Linked DNA regions of Mus musculus: region 1 is linked to region 2. The links are chromatin contacts, called in public Hi-C maps. All regions are on one chromosome and are shown on one strand. The core of a region is the stretch at or near the end of the contact, and the rest is flanking DNA. Distances in the headings are between cores, read along the strand shown.

What was found. A called contact is a pair of places that touch in the nucleus more often than the background predicts.
Region 1: a Hi-C map of bone marrow-derived macrophages shows a contact between it and region 2, with 23 read pairs. The contact joins two enhancer-like sites. A contact is called at or near these places in 1 of 15 datasets of contacts at CTCF or cohesin (large pre-B cells), 3 of 484 Hi-C or Micro-C datasets (bone marrow-derived macrophages, embryonic fibroblasts and embryonic stem cells) and 11 of 115 datasets of contacts at active chromatin or transcription factors (bone marrow-derived macrophages, differentiating embryonic stem cells, double positive thymocytes and 5 more).

What each region holds. Positions count from the first base shown.
Region 1 is chr14:30,433,614-30,437,384 of GRCm38.p6, forward strand. It overlaps a transcript of Cacna1d not described here. Among named protein-coding and RNA genes, the nearest start is that of 4831407H17Rik, 23 kb to the right of the region's middle. Within about 2 kb of position 2,303, at least 32 of the 459 cell types and tissues checked have an H3K27ac peak or open chromatin away from gene starts, as enhancers often do. A contact at or near this core is called in bone marrow-derived macrophages, where this site is marked.
Region 2 is chr14:30,123,222-30,127,192 of GRCm38.p6, forward strand. Cacna1d (calcium channel, voltage-dependent, L type, alpha 1D subunit) reads right to left here. Exons shown (of 47, transcript NM_001083616.2): 12 at 1,561-1,721; 13 at 98-323; 14 at 1-12. Among named protein-coding and RNA genes, the nearest start is that of Gm52106, 52 kb to the left of the region's middle. Within about 2 kb of position 1,985, at least 68 of the 459 cell types and tissues checked have an H3K27ac peak or open chromatin away from gene starts, as enhancers often do. A contact at or near this core is called in bone marrow-derived macrophages, where this site is marked.

The DNA of each region.
Region 1 (3,771 bases), core at 1,053-3,552, 310 kb after region 2:
ATGACCTAATTGCTAAACCCAGCCCAGCACCAATTCTTAGAAATAATTTTTTTTAGATTTATTTATTTTATATATGTGAGTACACTGTCACTGTCTTCAGACACAGCAGAAGAGGGCATCAGATCCCATTACAGATGGTTGTGAGCCACCATGTAGTTGCTGGGAATTGAACTTAGGACCTCTGGAAGAGCAATCGATACTCTTAACCACTGAGCCATCTGTCCAGCCCCAGAATTATATTATTGAAGCATAGACACATCTGTCCAAAGGATTGCATAAAGTGTAACAGAGAGGGTATGACCTACAAAGCCTAAAATACTTATTCCTTGTCCCTTCACAGTGCTAACCCTTACGACAGAGAGGCCAAGAGAGAAAGCGAGCTATGAAATTGGATGGACAGTAGTCACTTACCAGAAGCTTGACTCATAGTACGCCTGCTCCAAATCTGACTCAGCCATTGCCTTTTCCAGAGATAGTGCTCAAGACAGGGCTAGGGGAGTGGAAGGGTGATATGATGGTTTATATATGCTTGGCACAGGGAGCGTCACTATTAGGAAGTGTGGCCTTGTTGGAGTGGGTGTGGCCTTGTTGGAGTGGGTGTGGCCTTGTTGGAGTGGGTGTGGCCGTCACTGTGGGCCTTTAAGACCCTAGTCCTGGCTGCCTGGAAGTCAAGCTTCTCCTGTTTGCCTCCAGGACAAGATGCTGAACCCTCAGCTCCTTCTGTGCCTGCCTGGGCACTGCTGTGCTCTGCCTTGAGGATAACGGACTGAACCTCTGAACCTGTAAGCCAGCCCCAATTAAACGTTGCTCTTTCTAAGAGTTGCTTTGATCATGGTATCTCTTCACAGCAGTAAAGCCCTAGCTAAAATGGGGAAATACTTGGCTGTACGCTCCAATCTTTTCTCAAGCAGCTCCTTCCACTTACCAAGCCAGCTGAGACAAAAGCCAAAACGCACAACCCGAGGGTGGCAGCTACCTGCAGTACAAAGCAGAACTGCAGAAACACAAGCAGTAGATCTGAGACCAAATCTAACCAAGAAGTACACACATCTCAGAGAAAACCTCTACCACTGCCCTAAGACACAGGACAAGCCTGCTCTTGCAGCATTTGTTAGTAAGGAATAACACCGGAAACTCCCAAAGTCTCCGACAACAGGACAATGGCTTAACCACTGTGCTACAAGACTACACAACAGTGGAATAAATGAACTTCAGCTAGATAGAACATCTGAATCCCATGTGTGTGTGTGTGTGTGTGTGTGTGTGTGTGTGTGTGTGTGTGTGTGTTTGTGTGTAAATCAATAGCGTACTATAACCAGGCGTTGTGGTGGCACACCTATAAACCCAGTACTTAGAAGGCAAGAAGATCATGAGTTCCTGCATGACATAGTAAAAACACAACTCAAAAAATAAAATAATTTACCCACAATTCAAAAATGCACAACTAAATAAACATCATTTTCATATTTAAAATCTATAAAAAATGAGGAACAGAATATAGTTGAAAGGTTGGGAGAGCAGAAGTGCTTAATAGTATTGGTTAATTAAAACTTTATAATTAAATTAGGCACGGTCTCCACTGACATTCATTTTAATATTCTTCTCACAACTTACCCATTTTTTTTATACTTTGATACATGTTTACATCTTTAATTCTGTTCTTCCCTTAGGTATTTCAAAGACTGCTAAAGGAAAGCTAGTCCTTTGCATTCAATGACATAAAGAAAAGGCGGTATGACAAAACCCATGTTACCAAGACACCCACTGGGCTGTCCCTAACCATAATTATAATGTAGACAAAATCCGTCTTGAAATCTCATTCTCCCTTGGGCGAGGACATCTAGAAAAGCCCAGATACATTTTGGAAGGGGAAGTAGAGAGGATTGTGAAAGATACAAAGTGTTGCCACGCAAAGTCTCTATGTGTAACAGGATGCTGCAGGGGCTGAAGGAGCCAGCAATTTCACAATGACAGTGACCCACATGAGGGTCTGGTTCCAAGTTCTGTAAAGCAGAAATGGAAATCACCAGGATCTCTGAGAAGAAGAAGGGACATGGAAGGGGACATTGTCCCCTTGAAGAGGGGATTAGGAGGAGCCGTCACCTTTTTTTTTTTTTGAGATTTGTTTTATTTTTGTACATGTGTGCATGTGCATATATGTGTGTGTACAAGTGTGTGTACATGTATGTGTCTCTTTGTGTATGTGTGCATGTGTGTATACATGTGCATGTGTGTACAAGTGTGTGTGTGTGTGTGTGTGTGTGTGTGTGTGTGTGTGTGTGTGTGTGCCTGCGGAGGCCTGCAGAGGACAATGAATCCCCTGAAGCTGGAATTTCCCTCTGTGAGTTGTGAGTTGTCCTATGTGGGTGCTGAGAACTGAACTTGGGTCCTCCAAGAAGAACGGTATGCACTCTTAGCCACTGAGCCATCTCTCTGACCCCAAGGTACCTTTATTTTCTGACACTTGGGATAGCAGTTGTGTCTGTGATTCATTATATGACCTTGAACAGGCCACTTCTAATCATGTCTCAGGTTCTAGTCTCTGTAACAAAAGTCCACCTTCTTTCAAGGTATGATTTTCTCCCTCTCCTCGAGGGAGAGATAGTTCACTAGTAAGGATCCTCCTCCACTCGGGCCTGACTGTGGATGGGCCCATTCTTATGTGGACCTAGTGCAGACATCCAGACCTGCTGTGGCTTTCTGACTGGAAGGGCTGTGTTTTGCCCATGAAAGGCTATTACACAGCCCTTCTCGTTCTCTGCTTTCCCATTCTTTCACCCTCGCATTCACAGTGTTCCTTGAGCCTTAGTATGGGATACATGACTTGGCTACAACTCAATGCCTTGTATCATGAATTTCTGTGCTCATCACCATTTGCTAGAGAGAGATTTTTTTTCTAATTAATGCTGAGAGTAACGTTTATCTATGGTATCAACATAAATCTCCAGAGGGCTACTTGACATGCCATATCAATTTGGCTAAACAACGTTATTCAATTCCCACATAGGGCCTGATCTTCCACCATGAGCTTTTTTAACCAGGTTTCCAGTATCAGAGATGTATTCCCTCCAGTGGAGTGGGGTTCAAATCCAACCAGAGAGCAGTTGGTTACTCCTGTGCCTGTGGTGCCACTATTGCACAAGTGCGCACATCTTTCTTGGTAGTTTAATCTCTAGAGACCAAGTAAACAGTAATAACAACAACAAAATAGATTTGCTTCTTTTCTCGTTCCTTAAAAAATGATCTCTCTTGAGAATGCATTTGGCATCCGATGGTCTTGTCTAGTAATGGCTGAAAATATGAAAACATTGTGTCACTGCTCCATGCCCTTCGTAGTGTCAGACAGAAAATCTGCTGCCCTTTAAACTTTAAATGGAGAGTTTAAAACTTTTTTCTTGTTTTTCAGAAGTTTAATTACAAGTCTTGATAAATATTTCTTTGTGTTTATTTTATCAGAGTTTACTCAATTCTTGAATATGTAGGTTTTTCTCCCTAGCCAAACTTTTTCGGTAAGTTCTTAGCAACTGCTATTACTTCTTATGAACGCACATCAACAACATCCCCTTCCTCCTCTCCTTATAGAACTCTCATGATACAAGTGTTCATTTTCTTGTTAATGTCCTGAAGGTCTCTAAGGCTCTGATAAATTTTTTTCAATCTATTTTCTTCTAATGGTTCAGATAATTAAATTCTATCAGCTCATTTTCAATTTATGAGTTCTGTTCACTGCCATCTCTACCCAGTACTCAATCTGTCCAGCAAAAATTTTAT
Region 2 (3,971 bases), core at 735-3,234:
GAGGTCCAGTGCCTAAGAGTCAAGAGAAGGGGGGTAAGGCCAGGGTCCTGTGAGGGAGGGGACAGCCGAGCAAACGCCAGCGCACCCACGCCTTTACCTGGTCACTTTGAAGATTCTCAGGAGGCGCACACACCGGAACACGGAGACCCCCAGGGGAGACATGAGCTCCAGTTCCACCAGGATGGTTTCGGTGATGCCCCCACACACCACAAAGCAATCGAAGCGGTTGAAGAGGGAGACAAAGTAAGCCTGGAGGCCCAGGCTGTACATCTTCACCAGCATCTCACAGGTGAACAGAGCCAAGAGGACTTTGTTTGCGATGTCTGGAAAGGCAAGGGGCCGGTGTATTTTGAGTCTCCCTCTGGCTCTCCGTCTTCCTTCACCTTCCCTTTATCAGTGCCCACGGCAGATGTAGATGGCCTTATCCTGTCTCCTTGCTGCACCAGCAACGGGGAACATCCTTGTTGTTGGGCACACCCCAGCTATGAGTCTGTACAAGTATTCTGCTTTTTTTTCCTACAACTCAATTTCACCGACTATAAAATGGTAGAAGTGCTCACTATGTGAATTTCTGGACTTCTCACCACTAAACTCTTTGAAGATTTTGCATTAAGATCATACTATGCTTTTTTAACACTCCTATCTCCATACATACTTCCTCATACACAAAGACAAAATAAATAAATAGATAAACAATTGAAACCAACATTGATGAGTAACCTCTTATAGCACCCTAGGGTCAGGTTTTAGTTTTTATTTATTTTTGCTACCTGTATGGGGGACTGTGTATGTGTGTATGATGAACACATGCATGTAGGGGTGACCATATGCTGGCGCCAGATAAGATGTTGCATGTTCTGCTGTATCCATCTCTGCCATATTCCCCCGAGATACCCTCTCCCTGAACCCAAGCTAGTCCTAGTGATCCTCTCTACCCCAAGGAGCTGGGGTTCCAGACATACATTGCCAGGCCTAGCTTTTCACACGGGTGTTCTGCGGACCTGAAGTCAGCCCTTCATGCTTACACAGCAGTTACTCTGCTTACCCAGTCATCTCCAAAGTTCCAAAGTGTGTGTGTGTGTGTGTGTGTGTGTGCACGTGTGTGTGTGTAACAAAAAATGATGTCCCACAGGCTGAGAGTAGCAGAAGCGAATATACAGAAGGACAGCTCAAGAATTCTAAACTGTCCGGTCTAGAACGGGCTCTTTTGGAGATGGCCTCTATGTACCCCTGTTCTAGTCACTTAAAGTAGCAGAATCAAAATTACTGACCAAATATACTAAAGTGAGGGTAACTCTTCCAATATGGCAGGGAGAAGTGCCTCTCAATTCCAAAATTCCTTGGTCCTGGGCTATCTCAAGTTTGGGGCCTAAGTTAGCGGACACTGCATGGTGTGAGCTGTACATCTGTCCCAGGGCTTGCTTGAGTCTGAATGGTTCTTTACCATCTCAGTTAGTCCTACTAACTTATTCTACCACAGCTGGATACTGACCAGCAGTTAGCAGTTAGCTACTGACAAGCATCTCAAATTCAGAACAGAAGAACACCTTCCGGCCATACCTTGAATCTGTGTCAGCCAGTCTGGCTGATTGTAATGCTCAGAGGAAATAGTTAAAGTGTTGAGAAACACCAGGACAATCACCAGCCAGTAAAACGTGACAGACTTCACGGCAGCCCTGCACCTCCTGCGATTGAACCGGTTCCAGCGACGCCATCGACGGCTGAAAAACAAGCAAACGTTGCTCCCTAGACCATGGGTGAGTATGGCATCTCAGAGGCCGACCAACTTTACTGAGTAATAAAGGCTGACTCTATAGCGTAGGCAGGAAAGACAGGACCCAGCAGCACAGAAGTGAAGAAGAGGCCCCATGATGTAAACTGCTGGTCTGAACATATAGCTCTAAAAAGTATAATTGTGAAGGAATCGTGCTCTCACTTCCCCTCCGCTGGCTATAAATAACTGCAGGGTCTGACATATGCAGCCTGCAAGTGGGTTAGAGAACCCAGACATCCACAGACTCACGAGCAGATTCAAGGCTGCACCGGTACACACACGAAGCTCTTGTAGGCACCGTGTAGCTTGTGATCTGTGGAGGTCGGTGGGGCAGGACCACTCAGCTTAGTATATGTGTCTTGTGTAGCAGCTTAGTCGTTACAGAGAAACGATTTGACAGAGAAAAACAGTCCGTGGCCATAGCTTTCTGTTTAGGGAAGCCTTTAATCCTTTCTCAGGTCTCTGCCGTTCCTCTGGCGCCTCGTAGGTGTCAAAGCTGAGTGGGACATGTGTCTTCGTGCTGAGTCACCAGGTGCCCTTCCTAACTAGCAATGCTCAAAATATACCTTTAGGAGAACATCCAATATTGAGTCGTGTTTTCATAAAAATAAAATGAGCAGAACCAAACAGACATGTGACATGTCCCCGCCCACCTTCCCGTCTCTGTTTGTAATTAGAGGAAGACATTTTCTCCCTCTGCCTGTCTCCTTGTGGAAAACATTCTCCATCTCCTTGCCACAAGAGGACAGTTACGGACCACAGACCTAGAATCCAGGAACGAACCAGCCAGGCTGCAAAGTCCCTTTTCTCCTGGCCTTGCTTGCCTCAGTGTCTGGGAGGAGGGCACTTCCTCTAGGTATGACTTAGGAGGAAAATCTAAGCTGCCTCAATGTAGCCCCAGCTGGCTACATTGTAGCCCCGGCTGACTTGGCTGTGTTGCTATGTCAAACACATAGAACCCAGGAAGGCTGCAAAGGACAGGCTTTGAGTAGATCTGGATCCAGCAAGTTGTGCCTTGTTTTTATTCTGCTCTGCAGTTTTCAATGGGACAAATGGCACAGATAACTCTACTGAGGACTCTTAATAGCTCACAGCTGAGTTTCCTGGGATACATGATCCCATACACATAAGTAAGGTGGTCCCAAAATGCTATGCTTGGTGGGTCTACCTTGTACAGCAGTGATAAGCTACATGTGACTTCAACATCGAAGACCTCAGTGCTGTATCCCCTGGAAATGTGTAACACCACCAGCCTGACTCTCCTGGGCTCGATTATGTGTGGGTGGTATGAAAGTCTGCACTCCTGAACACTGGCTATGTAGGTGTCTGGTGCCGGTAACTGGAGATGCATATGGTACAGTTCCAGGGTTGGTGGCCTTGACAGGCATGAAGGGTGGTGGACAAATGACAACTGCAAAATTTACACCAAGTCTAGTCCCAGCTTTAAGAGAAGGGCTGGACCTCAATGATTAAGAGATTTCCTGAGGCAATTGAAAGTCTTCACGGAGGACACTCCAGGCCAAAGACCCTGGAGACGAAGGCACCAAGGCAAGACACCTATGAGGACAGGTCAGTCCAGAATGGCTACAGAGCAGGGGAGGAGTCCAGAGGAATGTTAAAGGCTGAGGCAGGGGATGAGAGGCAGATGCTAAACTAGGAAACAGGGCTGTGGTCTTTTGTAACAGAGACCCACAAAACAACTCTGTACTGGCTAGTTTTGTGTCAACTTGACACAGCTGGAGTTATCACAGAGAAAGGAGCTTCAGTTGAGGAAATGCCTCCATGAGATCCAACTGTAAGGCATTTTCTCAATTAGTGATCAAGGGCGAAAGGCCCCTTGTGGGTGGGACCATCTCTGGGCTGGTAGTCTTGGTTCTATGAGAGAGCAGGCTGAGCAAGCCAGGGGAAGCAAGCCAGTAAAGAACATCCCTCCATGGCCTCTGCATCAGCTCCTGCTTTCTGACCTGCTTGAGTTCCAGTCCTGACTTCCTTGGTGATGAACAGCAGTATGGAAGTGTAAGCCGAATAAACCCTTTCCTCCCCAACTTGCTTCTTGGTCATGATGTTTGTGCAGGAATAGAAACCCTGACTAAGACAAACTCATTAAGTTTTATTCAGACTCAGGTTGAGATAAAATTACTTGCAGCAGGTTTATTCTTTTTGAGGTCTATGCTTAGTCGGAATACAGACCACTTCC